Regions from separate parts of the Mus musculus genome. Here region 1 is linked to region 2. The links are chromatin contacts, called in public Hi-C maps. All regions are on one chromosome and are shown on one strand. The core of a region is the stretch at or near the end of the contact, and the rest is flanking DNA. Distances in the headings are between cores, read along the strand shown. Region 1 has its middle 95 kb from the start of Gpbp1. Region 2 has its middle 11 kb from the start of Gm32990.

Region 1 (3,921 bases), core at 238-2,737, 840 kb after region 2:
TGATAGCTCACAACCATCCTTAATGAGATCCGATGCCCTCTTCTGCTGTATCTAAATACAGCTACAGTGTACGTACATATAACAATAAATAAATCTTGGGGCCAGAGCAAGCAGGGCTGGAGCGAGCAAAGGTCCTGAGTTCAATTCCCAGCAATGACATGATGGCTCATATCCATCTGTACAGCTACAGTGTACTCATATACATGAAATAAATAGATAACTCTTAAACACACACACAAAGACGACAGCATGGTCTAACTGTGGAAAGAAAAGAAATGAGCTGGGGGGGAGGGGCAGTGTGGGGCCAGGGAATAGGAGGGCGTAGGGGAGTTGAACAAAAGAAGAAAAAACGTATATCACATATACAAAAGTACCATAAGGATGGGCTGACCAGCTCAGCTCCCTCCCAGGCCCAGCTCCTGGGCTCTGAGATTGGCCTGCCCACCCCAACATCTACCAATGAACTGCTGGAGTGCATGAAGGAGCAGGTCCTACATATGCAAAAATAAGCATCTCCATGACACAGGGCAACATCAGGATGCCTGAGAGAAGTCTCCGTGAGGATCCAGTATTCACAGAGTCGCAGAAGCCAGAGGCCTCCGACCTGAGCCAGGAGTCATTGCAATGAACATTCACAAGCAAAGAAGCAGGCTGAAGGGTACACCATGGGACACACTGTGACACAATAGAGATTTTTTTTCCTCTGTTGCGGGGAGGTTGCAAGGGTGGGCGGCAGGTACGAGGGGAGGGGGTGGTGAATGGGACTGGGTGGCATGATAGGACATTCACAAAGAAACCAACAAAAGGATAAAATGGACAGAATTGCCCTATGGCAGAGCCAGCGGAAGGACTGAAGGAGCTGAAGGGGGTGGCAACCGCATAGGAAGAACAACAGTGTTAACTAACCTGGACCCCTGGGACTGAGCCACCAACCAAACGCTATACACAGGCTGGTCTGAGTTCTCCAGCACATATGTAGCACAGGCTACTTTGTCTGGCCTCAGTGGGAGAAGATGCCCTTAATCCTGTAGAGACTTGATCCCCAGGCAAGGGGGAAGGGAGCACCCTCTCAGAGGCAAAGGAGAGGGAAGATGGGGCAAGAAATCTGTAAAGAGGGCGGGGGGGGGGGGCGGCAACATTTAGGGATATAAAAAATGAATAAGGAAAAGAGAAAAGAAAATTCGATAATGAGCCCATTACTTTGTATGCTAACCTGAAAAGATTAATTTTAAAAATTCCCTTTAACTAAGGCCTACCATGAAGCCATGACTATCTGTGACAGAAGCAACTGGAAGACTGGCGCTTTCCCAGGACTGTGGCTTGGGTGACAAGAGAGAAATCTGTGGGACACTCTGTAAATGGGGTGTGAAACCAGGATATGAACTACCCAGGAGTCACCTCCTTCTCACACATGAGCAAGTACAGCCTCCTTGCCTTCTCGCTCACCCGCTCGCCCGCTCGCTCACTCACTGCCTCCCTCACCACTTCCCTGGCAGCCAGTGAGGTGTTTTCATTCCAATGGGGCTTTTCCAGAGCCAGGAGCTCTGAAGCTGTGGAGCATCAGCAACGGGAACTGAGCAGCCAGCATCCAGGGCGCCTGAACTGGAGATCACCTTGGAGAGCCAGCCCTACCTCATCCTTGGAGCAAGCTGGCTTGGAGTGGACCTTGAACCTGGCTCTGCCTGCTTCAGAGCTGGGGTGTAAGCATACAGACCACTACATACAATCTAGCAGTCTGCAGGAAAAGCTGGCAGGTGGAATTTCATGCCTAAGTAAGTGGAAAGAACTGAGGTTGTAGTGGTCTTTTGGGGTTTTTTTTCCCCCGTTTTATCTGATGTGCTATTTCTTTTTAATCCACTTCTTCTAACATCCTGTTGGGCCTACGCTGCCTCTTATATATTTGGGGTTGGGGAGGAGGGACAGGAAGGGAGGCTGCAGGGAAGATTGTGATGGATCTGAACAGGAAATGTCTTTTTGACAAATGAAGGCTCTCTTCCCTTGCCTAGTTCTGAAACGCCTCTGGCTTGAAAGTTCTCCATATGCTCATAGCTGTTATTTAGGTACACCACGCAATTTCTAAACAAAGAGCTCCATTCTTGGCCCCCACTTACACAGCCTGCAACAGCAAGGCAATGTTCCACTGGAGAAATACAGGAGATCTAGGGCTGAGTGAGACCACAGGTCACAGAATAAAACGTGATTGGCAATGACAATAGGACGGTGTGGGTAGTCAGGGCCAATCAGCCTGCCCGAGAAGAAGCTTCTACCTGTTTCCAGAAAGTTCCAACATTCCCATGGGTGTTGCTTAGCTAGGCTTGCTATAACAAAGCACCCTAGACTGGGTGGCTTAAAGAGCAGGAAGGTAGCCTCACACTTTTGAGACTAAAGGGCTAAGACCAAGGTCTTAGCAAGGTTAATTCCTTCTGAGACTTTGTGAATCGGTCCTGTCTCTCTTCTGGATTCTGGTGGTTTTCTACCCATTGCTATTGACCCCCCGGGCTATCACCTTGAAATCCACATTTGTATCCATATACTGCCCTCCCCACGGGCATGGCCTATGACCACATTTCCCTTTCCATCCGCACACTGTGCAGCATGCACACACACAAACACACAAACCTCACTCGATTAGAGGTAAGCAGCCAGTGTTGGTAGATCTCTTCAGCCAGGTTCCAGAGAGAGGATCCATTCCTCTGTCTGAGCCTCTGAAGGAGGATTCCACAAGCCAAAGGGTGGAAAAGCGAGCTCACCTCCTAACCCCTTCCAACTCCTGATCCCGTCCACCTCCCCTCACCCCCTCACCCCCCCACCCCACCCCCCACCCCCAACTCCCATGCCATTCTAACCCTGGATGAATCCAGGCTCTTTTCAGCTCCCACCAGAATCACTTCAATTCAGTTTAAAATCAGGGAAACTACACCACAGGTTCTCAGCCTGTGGGTTGTGACCTCTTAGGACTTGACAGACCCTCTCACAGGAGAAGCCTAAGACCATCGGGGAAACACATTATATGATGCATAACAGTAACAAAATTACAGTTATAAAGTAGCAGTGAAAATAATTTTGTGGTTATGAGGTCACCACAACATGAGAAATATATTAAAGGTTGAGAACCGCCGAACTACAGGGCTTTTCTTCAGACGTGCCAGCTCTCTGCTCCAGAAAATTCTGATTTGACCCAATTTGGACTCACTATCCCAAAAATCATACCTACTCCAATAGAAGGAAAAGCTTGTGGTCAGCTCAGGGGTAGCCTAAGAAAAGCCAGTGGACACTTTTTCTGGGACACATGGGGCCCTCAAAAAGGTCAGGCCTTAAAAGGACAAAATCCTTTGTAACTGAGGGTGAAAATCAGCTCTGGAACACTGGGGCTTTGACACACGCACACTGGCTTTCGGGTACCTGCTCCCTATAGCAAAAGCTGCTACATTTACAACCCAATTCATGAAGGCTAAGCTTCCCACTTAAGGCGGCAGGTGTTTATTGGCAAATAAAATACCCAGCATCCACCTGAAACTGTCCCATATGTCCTTTGCGGGTATTAAGCCATTAAAATCCGGTAGCTGGTGAGATGGCTCAGAGGTTAAAAGCACTGACTGCTCCTTCCAGGGGTCCTGAGTTCAATTCCCAGCAACCACATGGTGGCTCACAGCCATCTGTAATGGGATCCGAAGCTCTCTTCTGGTGTGTCTGATGGCAGCTAGCATGTACTCATATAAATAAATAAACCTTTTAAAAATCAAATATTTAAATATTTGAAATCCACACAGCCGCTTGAAGCAGGTACAAGTATTCCCTCATTTTAGCAAGGAACATGGTGCACAAAGGCCAAGCAGCCCCCCTGAGCACACCCAACCTGTGAGTGCTGGAGCCTAGGTCTGAACTTTTGACATTAATAGTCTAGGTGCTGAACTGCTGCAA
Region 2 (4,057 bases), core at 841-3,340:
TGGGAGCCCTGCTTTTACTGCTGCATGCTTTATGGTAAGTCACACTAATTTAGCATGTTTATTCTCCTCAATGTAAGAAAAGACTTACAGAAAACACTATTAAATTTCAGAGCTGCTCCTACTCATCACCGTCTCTTGAAAAAAAAAAAAAAACACTTCCATTTCTATTTTCCTAATGCAAAGGTAAGATGTCTCTTGTATCACCAGTGATCACTGGTGCTAGTTGCCAGTGGTTATATGGTGTCTGTCAGAATCAGCAGCAGAATATAGAGAACCCCCATGTAGGAGTGGCATAGGAACAATAGTGACTTGTTTTCATCTCATATCAGAAGAATCCCAAGAGATATTATCATATGTTAACATTTGTTGGAAATATCAGAGTTTAAAGGTCCGTTGTTGAGGGTTAAGGGACTTTTTAGAGGTAGCTTTTGCCAAGGCACGTGGATGAGGCTGAAAATGGAGGCGTGGCATCATGATGGTCAGGCGAAACCCAGCATCACGACTGCTAGGGAGCTTGGTTAAGTAGGAGAATTCAATGGCTTGTTTACTAAAAGGAGACCATTGCTGCTGGGAGCTTGGAGAATTGTTATGGTCCAGAATTGTTAAGCTTAGGGGGGAGAGAGAGAGAGAGAGAGAGAGAGAGAGAGACAGAGAGAGAGAGAGAGAGAGAGAGAGAGAGCAGAAATCGGCATAAGGAGATGTGGCCTGTTCTGGGTAGGATGTTCTCAAAATAACCAGAAAGCCCCAGTGAAGGCGTTAAGCTTGAGTGTTCTGTAAGATGACTAAAAGCTTTAGGAGTATTTAAAGGAGATGAACAGCAGGGAGGGACAGGGTAGGAAGTCAATCTGGCCAGAACAGAACACTTCAAAATGGTTTTATCTGAACGTTTTGAACCCTTGACACTGAGTCACTTAAAGGAAGTAGCCAATCCCCAAGGAGTGACTGAAGACACGGGATATAGATGCTGTAGCTTTGGGGTGCATTTCCCAGTATCTAGAAGTCGGGTACATATTTTGCCAAACCAGGCTGTCCTGCCTGGGGCAATTCCAAAGTAGAGGTGGGTGCTGAGCCAAAGCGATCTCTTTTCATGTGCACAGACCTATGCACCTCATACCACCACCCCAAACCTGGAATCACCATCACCAGCATCATTACTGTGCCCGGAGATATATTAGGAGTGGCTACAGCAGCAACAGGACCATCAGGGAAGAAGCAGAATTTGTTAGATGTAGTGATTAGGGTTTGGAGCTTTTTGCTGTTGTTGTTTTCGTTGTTTTGTTTTGATTTTTTTTTTTTTTTTTGCTTGTGGATGTATCTCCTGCTATTTTTTTCCATCAAAGGAATATTCTGTGACTAGCCCTATGTTCGAGGGCAGGGTTGCTAAATACCCAACAGTAAATGAACATTCATTTGAGCAGCAAGTCCTTCCCCATGCATGTGCTGTGTTGAAAGCTGACCATACAGCTGCTGTGAGTTCTCAGCGTTCTGAGCCAAAGTTCAGATCCTGGGGGCTTGGACAGATGTTCAGGAGGAAAGCAACTGTCCATTCTCTTTTGAATGCTAGCCTACAAGGATGCTTGAGATGGGAGGGGGGAGGGAGGGAGGGAGGGAGGGAGGAAGGGAGGGAGGGAGGGAGGGAGGGAGGAAGGGAGGGAGGGGAGAGAGGACTCAAAATCTTAGTGGCAGATCTGGGCAAAGAAAAGAGGCAGGTCCTTCTTTCCCATTATTATACTGGTTAAGAATCAACCGTGAGCAGAATAGGGGAGAAGTACTAGTAAAAAGGGGACAGGCAGGTCATGAGATCTTAATAGCTCTTGTTAGTACACTTACTGACAATGACGTAACGCAAAATGTCTGGATTATAATTCTAGTCAGGAGCACTGGGCACAGCATCACGGTGTCTGACTCCTTGCGCACGTGCAGAGAGCAAGGTTACTCCGAAAAGAGATGTAATTTTCCCAACCGGGGTAACTCATTTATTTTGATAGCTGCGGGCACACAAAAGAGAGCAGGCGTAGTTGTTAGTTGCAGGTGTTCTTTGGAGTGTGCAGATTGGCAGGGTCTGCGTGGTGGAAAACGTATAGACTTCCTCTCCAAATAGAACCTGGGAAATCATCCAACACGTCCCACTTTCCTGAGAGGAAGCAAGATGTGGGGACGGGAAAGCTGTGTCAATAAGGCAGCGCGGCAAAGGCTTTTGTGATTGTTTTCGTATCATAAATATTCTGCTGCCCAGCTTATGAGCGTGTGATTCCAAACAATGGTAATTTGCTGACATTCTTCAACAAAACTGTGAAGGACTCGGGCTTGCGGTCCCTTCTCGCGGAATCCTCTGTACAATAACACAGAGAGGAAATTTCACGACTTGGGCCACCCTTATGAAACCACAAACGCTAATTAAGACGAGGAAGACTGAATTTCCACCCTGTAATAGGCCCAGAAAGATGACCACGTGAGCTTCGCAGGAGGAGTTTCCTGCTTTGGTGCATAGCTTCATTTCTAGGATAATTTTGAGCTTCGTTCCAGAAGTAATTTATCCGACAGTTCAGGGTCTGTTTCCCCAAATACCTCTGTGAGGCTTCCAACAGACATTAAACTAACTCACCTTCATGGATCCAGTGTTACAGTAGCACAGTTTCTCATGTATGACATTTATCCATTCAGACTTAATCACACAACTTGCCAATTCAACTCAGTCAGCCCCTCCTCTTCTTCCTCTGGCTGCAATGGCCCCAGACATCCTCTAGGTCATCTTTCCTCAGCAGCAGCTGCTGCTTCTAGGTGACAGCAAAGCAGAGCAAAGAGAGGCATCGCACCTCTTGAAGTTCCAGATACTGGGTTCTGTAGCCTAATCTGGAAGACAGTTCAGGGTTAGACACATCTCTGAGGACAGTAATCCTTATGTCTGAGTTACCTTGACAAAACTCCGAAATCAAAGCTGGGTCTATGGCAAGTTTGTTTCATTATAAGGGCAACAATGTATCATTTGTCATCTGAAGGGAAGCTTTGCGTCTTAACAGCTACTGAATAGGCATGGAGAGAGCTGTCACTGTTAGACAAAACTATTTTCTTGTTTTGAAATGGGGGTCTTGCTATGGTGCTCAGGCTAACATTGGTCACCTGGCACATGCCATCCATCTTGTCTACCTCCCAAGCACCAAGGACTATAAGTGTGTGCCACTGTGTTTGGTTCTACTCATGCAATAGAGACAGGAGAAGACAACTGGTGTCATGTTCTGGACCAGGCTCTTCCCTTGAGTAGGATAACCTTATAGGGTGGCTTGACACTCAGGTTTCTCCAGGCATACAGCTTCTTATCTTTACTGATCACTCTAGGTCCAGATATAGTTCAAAATGAAGGAAAGAGACAAAGATTATAACAAGGGCCAAGAAAAGCAATTGATGTACTAGAGTTTGCACGTCAATCCACAAATCTTTACATGATCCATGGCCTTATATTCTAGGCATAATTCTGGTTTACTAACTCTTTTTGACATGTAAAGATTTCATTGATGTTCTAGAAATCAAATCTAGGGCTTTGTATAGGGTCAACAAGTATACCACAGCCGAGAAATATCCTGCATATATGTCATATGTTGTTCAGTATTTCATCTACTGCTCAGATTTTCTGTTTGCCAACAATGTATGTAACTATCTTTATTTTTATATGCAAGAAGTTCTATGAGACACTGGGCATACATGACATTCTGGTCTCCAGAAAAGTCATCCTCTGAGACTCAAGGAAAATAAACACAGAAGCAAAACCAGTGCCGTTGATAAATGATGGAGCAGAGGGGAAAGCAGTTGCTGAGACAACAGGCCCAAGCTCTGGGGGAAAAAATGCTAGCAATGACATATAAGCAATGACATATAAGATGAAAGAAGGAAGCTGGGCAAAAGTAAACCTGGATTATTTGCTATTTTAACAGCCGAAAGACAGAAAAGAAACTGTGTGCGTGACAAAGTAAAGAGTTATAAGAAAAAACATTACCTATATGGGATACTATATATGATGCACAAACCAAAGAATTGGAATTCTATTTTCGAAAAGGGAACA

The links. A called contact is a pair of places that touch in the nucleus more often than the background predicts.
Region 1: a Hi-C map of cerebral cortex shows a contact between it and region 2, with 4 times the contacts expected there. The contact joins two enhancer-like sites. A contact is called at or near these places in 4 of 484 Hi-C or Micro-C datasets (the AML12 cell line, cerebral cortex, embryonic fibroblasts and 1 more) and 2 of 115 datasets of contacts at active chromatin or transcription factors (T-cell acute lymphoblastic leukemia and astrocytes).

What each region holds. Positions count from the first base shown.
Region 1 is chr13:111,393,109-111,397,029 of GRCm38.p6, forward strand. No RefSeq gene overlaps it. Among named protein-coding and RNA genes, the nearest start is that of Gpbp1, 95 kb to the right of the region's middle. Within about 2 kb of position 1,488, at least 13 of the 459 cell types and tissues checked have an H3K27ac peak or open chromatin away from gene starts, as enhancers often do. A contact at or near this core is called in cerebral cortex, where this site is marked.
Region 2 is chr13:110,556,126-110,560,182 of GRCm38.p6, forward strand. No RefSeq gene overlaps it. Among named protein-coding and RNA genes, the nearest start is that of Gm32990, 11 kb to the right of the region's middle. Within about 2 kb of position 2,091, at least 51 of the 459 cell types and tissues checked have an H3K27ac peak or open chromatin away from gene starts, as enhancers often do. A contact at or near this core is called in cerebral cortex, where this site is marked.